2 separate regions of the Rattus norvegicus genome follow, and region 1 is linked to region 2. A link is a contact called in public Hi-C data. All regions are on one chromosome and are shown on one strand. The core of a region is the stretch at or near the end of the contact, and the rest is flanking DNA. Distances in the headings are between cores, read along the strand shown.

Region 1 (6,398 bases), core at 1,801-4,300, 270 kb before region 2:
GTGTAAAAGAATGAGACAGCTCTCCCGAAGAGGGGAAAGAGAGGCACATGTAGAGTCAGAGAGGAAAAAAGAGAGAGAGAAGAAATGAAGAAAAACATCAACAGGAAGAAAACACGGGATAGAAAACGGAGGAGGGAGAATAAACAAAACAGCCAGAGGACAGCCATGAAATCTTAAAAGCAAGAAAGGAGAAAGAAAGCAAGGGGAAACGTTGGCTAGAGGAAGGAAGGATGTGGTGCCAGGGAGAGGGTTTCCCTCAGATCCCGGGGTCCTCTCTCTGGTCTGGTCCTCAGGCTCCAGTGGCTGGTAAAACACTAGCTGGGCCAAATACAACCACATCTCACCCACTCTCTAACACAGGATGCTACTTCAAGTGGCCCTGGCCCTGGCCCTGGCCCTTTTCCAGATGTGTGGCTCTACCTGCCTGACAGAGAGGTCTACCCAGCATGCTTTTATCACCCCCAGAGACCCCTTAGCTGAGCTGTTTGTTATACACTCTGTATCTAATACACTATATCCAATATATTCTAAATTTTTAAATATTTTTTTCTGAAGGCTTTTGAATCTAAAGCTTGCTTTTTTTTCCGTTTTTGTTTGTTTTGTTTTTGTTTTTTGTTTGTTTTTGTTGTTGGGGTTGTTTGTTTGTTGCACTTCAGACAACTCGGGGATTAAAGAATAGAGGCCTATACCATCACTTTATCTGCATTTCTGGAAATGTCCTGGTTATTTGCAAAAGGGGACCCTTCTGTCCCCCTGTGTTGACCTGACAGTCCGTATCACTCCAGTCACTTCATCGTTCAAATCACAGGACAGAGAGGAACTCGGGCAATGCTTCAAAAATACACGTCGCACGGGCCCAAGTTATGTGTGAGGAGTCCAAGAGGACAGTTTGACTCCAAATTCCTTCTACCTTCCTCTTCATAGCCTTCAAAAAACAAAACAAAAGCAAAAACATCCACACCCTTCCTCTAAAAGAACCAGAAGTGCTATGGGGTAAAAAGCCTGGGGCTCTAGACAAGAGAAACAAACCAAAGCATAGGAATCGGGACTGCTGCCTGCAGCAGTGGAATCCTGGCCTAAAGAAATCTCAGATGACCAAGAACAGCTGTGATGGGCCACAGCTCCGAAGAACAAAGTGGGAGCTGATGTCCAAGGACTGCCCGCTGGAACCCCCGTGTCTGTGGCCTAGCAGGGGGAGAATGCAGACAGGGAAGCCTTGTAGCTAGGCAGGAATACAAAGCACAAAGCTTAGGCCTCTGCTGTAGCTGTCCTCTGGCCTGCAACCCGGGCCCAAAGTGGGCCTTCGCTATGCCACACCCTCTGTCTGCCATGTTCACTCTCCAAAACTGGAGATTTCCCCTTAAAATGGAGAGTGGGCAGGTGAGAATCACTGCGGCTGTCCAGCCTGGTTCAGGTGGTCCACAGGGAGCAGCCTAGGTCAGCAGGGGCTTCTGAGAAGCCTTTGAGGGGCTAACACAGAGCATCTTTGAGGACACCTGCTCTGTCTGTGGGCAGGTGGACAAAATGTTTAAAAATAAGAGAAAAGCAAGGGTCAGGACCCAAAGGGATCTCACTCCCTGTTTCTCTGGACTCTCTGTGGGGTGCCTGTGTGCAGGATTTCTGCAGAAGATAGTCCATTTTGTTAAGCCTTTGAATATTCAAATTGAAAGTATCGCGCAATCATTGATTGTCAAATCATGGGTTTCTAGAGGTTTTAAATACTTGGCATGAGGGGGAAAAAACTCAAACCTATACCCGAAGGTATAAAACATTAATTCTGTGTATCTCCTGATCCAGGGACTTGGGTGCTGCCTCGTGTTTTGTGAAACTTTAAAAATGTCGCATCTCTGCCTTTCTCCCTGCACAGGAGCCTTCCTAGGTGCTGAGTCTCTGAATCAGCTGCAGCATCCAGTCTCCAGCCCAGCTCCGGCTGACCAGGATGTCGGGTAACTCAGATGCTTCTCCAGGGGTCGGGTCATGAGGGCCAGGGGCACTTGGATCCAAGTGTATTTCCTCTGCTTTTCCTGCGTATAACAGAGAGGCACAAAGTCAGGGAATCAGAGTCAGGGCCGGGCATTGATCCAGAGAGGACGCGAGCCCGCTGTGTCGGCTCCCTCTGGGTGCCTGCTCCCTAGAGCAGAGGCCCAGAGACCCATAAGGCCGCTGCGGACAATCGCGTCCCCCACGCCCCTGCCTGCCCTTTCACTTTTCCACCTTGGCGTCCTGGGAATTTGGAGGCTCCGACCTTGTGAGCTCAGAAGCGGCGGCGCGGGGGAGCTAGAGGCTCACGGTGAGCCCTGGACTGGAGTAGGACGCACCGGGCAGGGAGCTCGGCTGGGGCTGGCTCCCCGTGGACCCCGAGGCGCGCCCGCCCGCGCTGCCCGCAGATCCCAGAGTCGACCCAGTCAATGGGGATGGGAGGAAAGGAGACAGGAGCGGAGTGGGCGCGTCCTGGCATTGCAGCAAGACCACGGATGCCCAGGACCGGGAAGAGTAGCGCACTAGCTTTGCTGGGAATCCTAGCTCTCAGGATCTGGCTCGTGGGTGGGGGGTCTCCCTGCTGTCCAGCCGCGGTCCCTGCACTAACCAGGCGAGGCGCTGGTGGCCTGCCAACTGTCGCCAAACGCCTAGGCCAGGGACCACTGTGCTCCGCCCCTCCCCGTGAGACTAATAGGCGCTCTCTCCAGGGTCAAGATCGGAGTGGGAGCCACCCTGGGCTTCTAGGTCAAACCCTACTCGGAAAGTGTGTCTGCCGGGTCTATCCTGGCCTAACAACCAGTCAGACCTACTCACTGCGCTCTGCCGGGACCCCCAGGCTGTCACCGGTCCCTCCCAGCCGACCCCCGCCTAGCTCGGCCGGCCACTTGGGCTCTCCCAGGTCTCTCGGCCCAGCTCTGCGGGCTCAGGGGCGGCCCCTTCCGGAGGGCTGCCTCCAGGCGACCGCGCGGTCCTAGGGAGCCTCGGGATGCCTTTACTCAAGAGCTGCAGCTCTTGCCGGAGAACTCTCAACAGCCGGGTTCTCCGAGAAACGCCTGCACCGGAAAGGGAGGGGGTGGGAAGAGACGAAGGAAGCAACAGAGTCGGAGAGTGGAGGGAGAAAGAGAGTGAGGAAGTAAAGACATTTTTGAAAAAGGGAAAGAACCGACAGGAGAACATTCCCCAAACTTGACCCCTTTTCTGGGGTCAGTGCAGTAAGTCCCTCACAGGGCCAGGACAGGCTGCCTGGACCCCCTGCTGCTTGTCTAAGGGCTGGCTTCCAGAGCAAGGGCACCACAATTAAAGGTTGTACCTCCCCAAAAGCCATGCCTGGACTGATAGAGGAATACAGAGGATGGAAGGGGGCTGTTCACAGTATAAACAGTATGGTGAGGTCGGTGAGATCAGTTGTGAACCAAAGAGTACCTCCAGATCCACAAGCTGAGCTGGAACCCCAAATTTTACCATAGTAGCCAAAATAACAGCAGGCTTGTTGGACCTCCCTCTGCATTCCAGAGCAGAACAACTTGTGCTGTCCTGAGGATGGGGCCCAGCTGGGGGTGGCTAACTTCATAGATGCCCACAGGAACTGCTCCCACTAGGACCCTGCAAGTACCTGCCTTTGTTCACCCTGTCTAGTTTGAGAAATGTGGATGTTTTTAAACGTTATCTTTTTTTTTTTAACACATTCTCTTTGTGAGTTCTGCAAAGGCAGAAACTTGCCCTTGGGTATCCTGGCCTTACAAAGGGAACCCTCACTGACCCCTTGACGCCCAAGCTTTGGGACTGACCACTGACCCTATTGCCTCTCCCCAGAAAAACCTAAAGTGTATCAAGGCGTCCGTGTGAAGATGACCGTGAAAGAGCTTCTGCAGCAAAGAAGGGCACACCAGGCCGCCTCAGGGGCAACCGTAAGCACCACCTTCTCGTGTCCCTCCCAGTCTATCTCAGGACTCCTTCAGCTCTGTGTCAGGGAAGATGTGGAGGCCACCCACAAGCACAACCCTGCTCAGAGATTCTTACATGAGTTCCAAACTTCATTCCAGGTCGCCACAAGCAGCCACAAAAACATGCGGGACGTGGTGTAGGCCTCAGGACTGGGGGTGGCGGGTGGGGGGGGAAATCATCTCTCACTTCTCATAAGTCCTCTGCAAGGGAGAGAGACAGCCAACAGGTTAACTATGTTTTTACAGTGTTAAGAGAGAGTACAGATACAACCCCCGTAAACTCATTGGAAAAGATCTCTCCCAGAAATCCCCCTAATTTAGTCTAATTTAGTCTCTGAGGTCATGTATCACCAGTTACTGGAAGTCTCCAGAAGAAGAGGCCTCTGTCTCTGGAATACATGGAACTATAACAGAACTGGTCTGTGTAGTCATAAGGTACCCTGACACCTTCCATATATTACCTGAGTGCTCAGGGCAACTTCGGAACCATGTAAACTAGGCGTGCTTGTCCACCAAGAAAGAGAAATTCAATTTGAAGAGCCTTCTGCACATGACCTGTTATTGCTTGTGGGTAGGTGCAGGTGTGGATAGAGGGTCTGACATGATTCCAATCACGTATGTTATCATGGGTATCGTCTGCATGTGATCCACGTTCATGTTCCATGTAGGGCTTCATAAGTGGGGCTTTGGGACCTCAAGCAACAGGAGGGAGAAATTATGGAGGGATGGTGAGATAGGTTCTGAGCCAGAGGGCCTGGGCTTAGTTCTCAGTAACTCTGTGGCACATGTCCTCTTACTAGGGTCTTTGTCTGTTCCCCTAATCTTTCAGTTGAAAGCTAATAGGGTTGTATAAAGGTTAAATAAGTACTTAGGGGGTATTCTCCACAGTGAGAACTGTGTTCAAAGTATCTGTGTACGTTCGTTATTTCATTTGATTGTAATTGGTCAGATGACATAAATAGATTAGAAATCTGGATTCCTCCACGGCAGCTGAGATCCAGAGTCCTGAGGTTAGCATCAGGCTAAAGGGAGAAACAAGGTCATCATTCCTCAGCACTGGTTCTCTAAGTTCCTTTCTGCAGAGCCAGCCACACTAAGAGGAGCTCAGTAACCTCAATGGCTCATAGCCAGACCATCAATAAAACTAGAACCAGGAGTTTTGGCGCTCCGAGGAACTCAGCTTCGGCTCTACGCAGAGCATCCCATTTGGGAAAGCAATCCTGTGGCTGTTGGGTTCTTTCCATTGTCGTGACCACTCCTGGCTCGTAGCGGAGTACAGGGCAAGAGGAAGGGTTTCACCTCAGCTCTCGACTAGGCTCCATTCCTGAGGGAAGTCCGATTTGGCATTTTCCGAGTTCCCTGTGAGAATGAGGCAGGCCTTCAGAACCAACGTTAAGAACATAACTCCGCTTGCTACTCTGCTACTCTGCTTCCTAGAAAGTTCTCGCCCCTGACTCCAGGAGTCATACACGTAGAACTTCACTAGGAGACCCAGAGGTAAAATCTCCTTCTGAGAGCAAACAAAAGGATTTGGGGATTCTGGGGACTCCTGCTACAGTGTACCCAGTCGTCAAGAGTAGTAGATAATATCCCAGGAAGAATAATATAAGCCTGCTCCAGGCAGACCTTTCTAGTTTAACAGAGACTGTATCCAACTTGGTCCAGTGTTAAAAGACATCGCGGGGAAACGGTAATCCCAGAGAGAACTAGTTGTGCCAAGCACTGCAAAGCAAGAATAGATCCACCTTAATTTGCTGGGAAGTCAGAGTAATAACTGCTTGGAACTTTAAGAAACCAATCATGAACGGTAGTTATAGACTGAGGTAGATATCCAGGTCTCGAGTTCTATCAGAAGAAAGTATTTGTGTCAGACTGGCACAGTTAATTTTAAATTTTAACTTCAGCCTTATCATCAGTACACACACACACACACACACACACACACACACACACACACACACACACACACCACTTCTTTGCCCTTGGGGTAAAGAGAAACTTGAGTGTTTATCTAAAGATAAAATTTACCTTTCTTCTTTTTAACCACTCTTTTTCTTTTGTTTTGCTTTAATAGGCTTAATGTGTTTTTATATATTGTCGATTGTGGATGTGTGTGCTGTTTGAAATAAGAGAGGTGCCATTCTTTGTATTCTGAGCGAGGTAGAAAGCGAACTGTGGGCCAGAAAGATAATATCAAATAGGACATTGTAAACATACCTCAAGGAGATAACAGGGTAACAGGGAAGCAAGCAAACAGGCCAATCAGGGGAAGCAGGGGGTTAAAAGCAAGCTCTACAACGAAGCAGATTTAAGAAAGAAGGGGGGGGGGGCAAAACCCTCTTTCCAAGTCCTTCAGCCCAAGCTGCAGCCAAATATTTGCATAAAGAGCTGGTAAAGGCCTCCAGCTTCCTGGTTCATGACATTACAGCATGGATCGTTTTCAAAATTAACACACCTCCTGTTTGGTGGCTGGCT
Region 2 (5,693 bases), core at 174-2,673:
ATCTCTGTTAGGTATGAGCCAGCCTGGCCTATGTGGCAAGTTACAGGTTACCTAAGGCTACATAGTGAGACGCTGTTTAAAAAACAAAACAAAACAAAACAAAATGACAACACAAAAAAGCAATGTAGTGCCTAAGAGATGGCACATTGGATCAAGTTACCTACAGTGACTATCCCTAGGGCCACAGTGGAAGGCTAGAACCAACTCACACACCCTGTCCTCTGACTTCTACACAAAATGAAATGTAAAAGTAATATGTTATAGTGTATTTCTAAAATTGTTCTTTTTGATATTTAGATTGGCTCAGATTTGTCAGTGGTGGGTCCCTTCAAACTGTCTTCTCTTTTGACATATCCTTCCTGTCGTATACAAAAGATCCCCTTGTTTACTCAGATAAGATCTTAGATCATCTTAGAATTGCCCTGTCTGCCTTGGACTCAGTCATTACTTCCAATGAATTGAGTTTCTTTTAATGGACAATGGGTACCCAGGAACCAAGGTCTGGACACACATAATATATTTCAAGATATTAAAATGTTGCTGTTTACTTAGGTCCACCATACGGAAGACCAGTGTGATGGGTTATAATTAGAATTCTAGCATTACCTGTGCGACGTTGGCAACTCCCTTCGTTCTAGCAGCCTGCTCCATCATCTGGAAACAAATCGGATTAGGTACCTTTTAACCGTTTACAAGTTCCCAAAGCCTTTTAGGATAATACAGGGTCACCTCTCCCCAGAGACAGGCTCAACTAAGCAAAACTCTGCCTATGATGCAGAAGTTCCAGGCTTCAAAGCCTCTTAGGAGTTCCGAATTCCGGACTTAATCATCTCTTCAGCGCTGGCATTTTTTTTTTCCTTTTTTTGCAAGTGACTGACTGCTGTGAATAGAAATCCTCAGAGATGTCAAAAAGTGGAAAGACGTATATAGTACCGAGAAGGGAGCTAAAAAGAACACAAAGAAAAGAGGCTGTGAGCAGTGCGTTGCTCAGCCACGGTGCTCTTCGGGCTCCAAATTTAGCGCTGCAGTCCGCTGAGGGAGAGGTTTTGGCGGGAAGGGCTGCCCGGGCGGAGAATGCCGGGTGACCCTACAGGAGACGCTCCCAGTGCATCCTCGGCGCGGCCCACCAGGGCTCGCTCTTGCGCTTCTGCTGGAAGACAAGAGGAGCAGGGCGGAGCGGACAGACGGCGACCCCGCCCCCGGCCGCGACGCCCTCCTCAGCCCTGTCAGGCCTTGCAGCGGCCGGAAGCCTCGTGCCTGCCCGACCCGCGTGCCGCCCCTCCCTCCCGCCCCCGACGTCGGCGGCGCTGCGGTAGTCATGGTGACCGATGGAGGCCCGCCCCCGCCCCCTGCCCCGGCCCCCTGACGTCGGCGCACGTCAGCGCCGGCGCGCGCCTGGCTGGGCCCTGTGGGGCGGGAGGGAAGCAGCGCCCGGGCGAGAGCCGCGGCCGTCGCCCAGAGCCCAGGCGCGCCGCCCGACGCCCTCCTGCCCGCTCCGCGCCGCTTCGTGCCGGCCCCTTCGTTCACGCTCCCGTCGTCGTGTTCTGCAGCGGGGGCCAAGCATGGTCATGGCGGATGGCCCGAGGCACTTGCAGCGCGGGCCGGTCCGGGTGGGGTTCTACGACATCGAGGGCACGCTGGGCAAGGGCAACTTCGCCGTGGTGAAGCTGGGGCGGCACCGGATCACCAAGACGGAGGTGCGGCCCCGGGGTTCGGCGGGAGCGTGGCGTGGTTGCGCCCCGGGTAGGGAACGGCGGGCCTGGCACTGCGGGGACCACGGGGTGCAGGTCGAGTGTGTGTAGGGTGTCCCCGGGAAGCCACACAGTCTTCCGTCCCGAGTCTCCCACCCGGGAACCTGGTCTGTGGCCTCGGCTCCCGAGCACAAGTTCCGCGTCTTCCCGGCTTTTGGCTGGGGGTGGGGTGGGAAGGGAAGTCTCGGTGCTCCGGGGCCGCACGGGGACCAATGTCGCCGGCCGGAGAAGGGGACCAGCAGCTCCCGGGCTCGGCGGACGCGGAGCGCGGCCCGGACCTAGTGTCCTTCTCTGTCCGGCGAGAAGGGGGTGCCGCAGACCGGACCGGTGCGGACGGACCGCTGTCCATCTTCTCTGCTTTGGGCCCGCAGAGTCTCTGATTCGGTGCCTTGACTGGCTTGAGCACTTGCAGTGGCTATAGCAAATACACCAGACAATAGAGCTGTTAAAAATGGTCATCTCAGCCCTGCACCGTTCTCTGGGGTTGTCCCTTTACCAGGTGTGCATGCTGGCTCGGAGCACACATTCCTTAAGCCACATCAGATGGACTCTACTCAGCCCTCAACTGGCTTCCTGACATTGACTTTCCAGCATCCCCCCTCCGTGGTACATTCTAAGGCACCGCACATATTTTCTCCCCAAGTCTCTGTTCTTACCTAGCCCACCCTCTTCCTTCCATTGCCTCAAGCTGCTCTCCTCGGGGTCTCTATTTTAAGACGTGCAAATTAAATACCTTGGAAAAAACGATCGCAACACTACCATTTCTTAGACTACAACATAGTGGTTTTGACGTACTATATTCTGCCTTGTGATTCTACTGGAGTTTCACCGGTTTCCAGTTTCTCTCCTCCGTTTTCATCCTTTTCGGGTTTTTTTTCCCTAATACGTTCTTAAGAACGTTCTAACCTTTGAATGTAGAACCCCCCCCGCCGCCCCCCTCCCATGACTTACGTAAGGTGAAGGGCATTTAAAAGCTTTACTGTTCTCTTAGCAGTTGTACTTAAAAGTTTTGCTTCATGTCCATTTCCATAAAGAAGGAGGGTATGTCTAACACGTCTTCATTTTTGTTTAGCCTCACAAATCCCCGACATACCACCTAAATCTTTCTTCTTTAGGGCATCAGTACCAAGGTCAAAATTTTTCCTTTTACGATTTTACCAGTGTTACGAATCTAGATTGCCTGTAATGATAAGCATATTGACATTACCAAAATTTTGCATAGCTTAATCTGATCCCAGCATTTTTTTTAATGAATAAAGTTGTTTCAGTTTTGTAAAGAGCTATGGCCAAATGTTATACCTTTACTCCGATGTTAAATTAAAAGGAAGTATCTTAAATGGGTGTATTTATGACTTTTCAATGACTGCCAAAAATAGCACATTACAGAGAGAGTCACATTGGTTACATTGTTGGAGACCAAATCCGTTCATACAATTTTTTTCTCATTAGCAATCTTTAGTAGTCAGCTGTTGTCAGAGTTTAAAGTTGTATCTGAGATCTGAGAGCTGCTTCGGTGGAGCTGATGGCAATTTACACTTTCTCTGGAGGGTGACAACTCTGATGGGTGTCCCTTTCAAACTGATTTTTTTTTAGGAAGCCGGCTAGGGGGCACTGTGGAGCAACACTGCCTATGCCTGTCAGATTAGTAACATTCGTGATTGAAGACACCTGTCAGATCATGAAAGCTCTTGCATGAACCCTCTTGCTAAAGGGTGTGTGTGTAGTCTGTGTGTATAAAATTATTTTATGTTAAAAGCTATACTTTATTCTATAGGTTCCTCCTCCCTTGTGCTTTTCTGTTTTTTACAATGAGTAAGGCTGAGCATTTTGTGGTAATTTTGTGATTGTTGATACTAAGACATAGAAAGGGGAAATGGTCTAGTAGTTACTATACTTAAAAGTCTTTGTAAGTTTTAGTTTGCAAAATGGTTTTCTGAAGTTTTATAAGACAGTTACATGAAGACTTGCTTAGTAAAAGCACTGACTCAGTTTCTAATAATATGTTTCAGTAAGTTTTTTTTTCTTTAGAGACAACTGCTTTTTATTTACTGAGTATTTGTATCTTTGGTAAATAGAACCACCATGCAAACTGTAAATAAAATAGTGAAATATTCAACTCTTCTACATTATTTTAGATTCTCATTGCTTAACATACTACAATAATTACGGTGATAACAGTTAATAATAGTATAAAGAAAACTATTAGCAAAATACCATTATATTTAGTGCTGTGGAAGTTCCATTGTGTACTGTATTTTAACATTGTAGGCTTATGTGTTTTAGAACTGGGAGATCTCTTTTTCCTTCAAGTTTGATCCTGGGGCAGTTTTTAAAAATAGAATCATTTTAATTGTATATATTTGTGTGTATACATGCGTGTGTGTTGGTAGAAGAACAACTTGCAGGAGCTGTTTCTCTTCTTCGACTGTGTGGGTGCTGGGGATCAAACTCAAGTCATCAGGGTCAGCAGCAAGTGTCATTACTCTCTGACTATCTTGACAGTCCCTGAGACAAATCTTAGGACTTAGTTTAAACATCTATGTGATGAATACGTTTATTTTTAATGGCTCTTTATCTTCTGTTCTGTATCACTTGTAAAAAATAAGTTATATTTTTGTAGCTCTTTGGAGAAGTCTGTTTCCCTTTTAGGAAAAAAATTAGTATACAAAAGAGACATTAATTTTGGCTTAATCTATCAAATGTCTTAACACTAAGAAATGTACTTACGTCATCTGAAGCAGTATTCATGTTCTAGATCTCTGTGTAAATTTTGCACACAAAAGGGAAGGGAAGGGGGTGGTAGAATCCAGTTTCCTAATATACTTCATAAAAAATCTCTGTAAGCTGGCTTATGAATTACAGAAGCTAATTTTGTAAAATTAGCACAATGGGAAAAGAATAACACCATTTAAGCTATTAAGCTATTTTGGGCAGTAGTGGTTGCTGGTTTTCTGTTCTGTGAATGCCCTTGAGTAGTGTTTTATTAATACTATATTAGGAAGCAGCTTTCCCCTCTAGTTAACTATGTAGTCAGTTCAGGAGTGGGTTGTTTGCTTTTTGGTTTTTGTCTAAGTAAAATTCTAGGAAAATTACTTTTTGCTTCTAAATGCTCTGTTTCCTGTTAAAGAATGTTCAGTATAGCAAATGTAAGGACTAAAGAAGACATAGCACACAAGCATAGAGTTCTTCCATTGTGGGAGTACATTGTTCTTAGCATGTCACATTGCCACTTAGTATTCTCAACGCATTTGTGTTTTAGAGGTAACAACACATAGAATATGTGTGTTCACACATTTCACATTTTGTTTGCCATATATAACTGTTTTACAGTCTTTTAGTAGTTAAGTGTTCAACCGTGTAGATAACCCATTTTACTTATGATTCTCTTACTGACTATTATATCATTTCCAGTTTTCAACAATTGACAGGGAACACAATTGTGTATGTAAGTCTGTGCCTGCATTTTAAATGATTTTGGGAGAAGAAATTGCTGTTAATTATTAGAGGGATTTCTAAGTGAGAAGGTATAACTTTTACATTCAAGAGTTTTTTATTAATCTGTCATGTTTACTATTGAAAAATTTTAAAATATGCATAAATGAAAATAACTACTTACACTGCCAGTATCCAAAGATAGTCTTCACTGTTTTCAGATCCCTTCCTATACAGATAACTGACTTTTCCTCAATTCCATACTTGTGTTGCTTACCCCTAATAGTCATATGAAGAAAAATGTACAGAAACTTGGGAGAAGTTTCTAAAAGTTACCTTATTAAAGAGGCCTGTAGAAATTAGGCTACTTACTTACCCCTGAGAGAACCTGGACACAGAATGACTGTCAAAGGCCATCTGAAAACTGCCTTTGTGCACCAAAAAGTTTTCTGTGTGTATTCTGGGAGTTGGATGTTCAGGCATGATTCTCAGACTACCACCTTAAAGTGT

What was found. Hi-C and Micro-C count contacts between places; a contact is called where the count stands out from the background.
Region 1: a contact with region 2 is called in a Hi-C map of the Rat2 cell line, with 3 times the contacts expected there. The contact joins the promoter of Pou2af3 here to the promoter of Sik2 in region 2. A contact is called at or near these places in 2 of 12 Hi-C or Micro-C datasets (the Rat2 cell line and Schwann cells).

What each region holds. Positions count from the first base shown.
Region 1 is chr8:60,489,164-60,495,561 of GRCr8, reverse strand. It overlaps Pou2af3 (POU class 2 homeobox associating factor 3), which reads left to right and starts at 3,050. Exons shown (of 5, transcript NM_001399310.1): 1 at 3,050-3,191; 2 at 3,793-3,887. The coding sequence starts at 3,828. It overlaps LOC103693092 (a long non-coding RNA gene), which reads right to left and starts at 2,931. Exons shown (of 6, transcript XR_010054174.1): 1 at 2,794-2,931; 2 at 1-2,024.
Region 2 is chr8:60,217,380-60,223,072 of GRCr8, reverse strand. It overlaps Sik2 (salt-inducible kinase 2), which reads left to right and starts at 1,423. Exons shown (of 16, transcript NM_001427328.1): 1 at 1,423-1,697. The coding sequence starts at 1,563. LOC120094336 (a long non-coding RNA gene) reads right to left here and starts at 1,314. Exons shown (of 3, transcript XR_005488650.2): 1 at 607-1,314.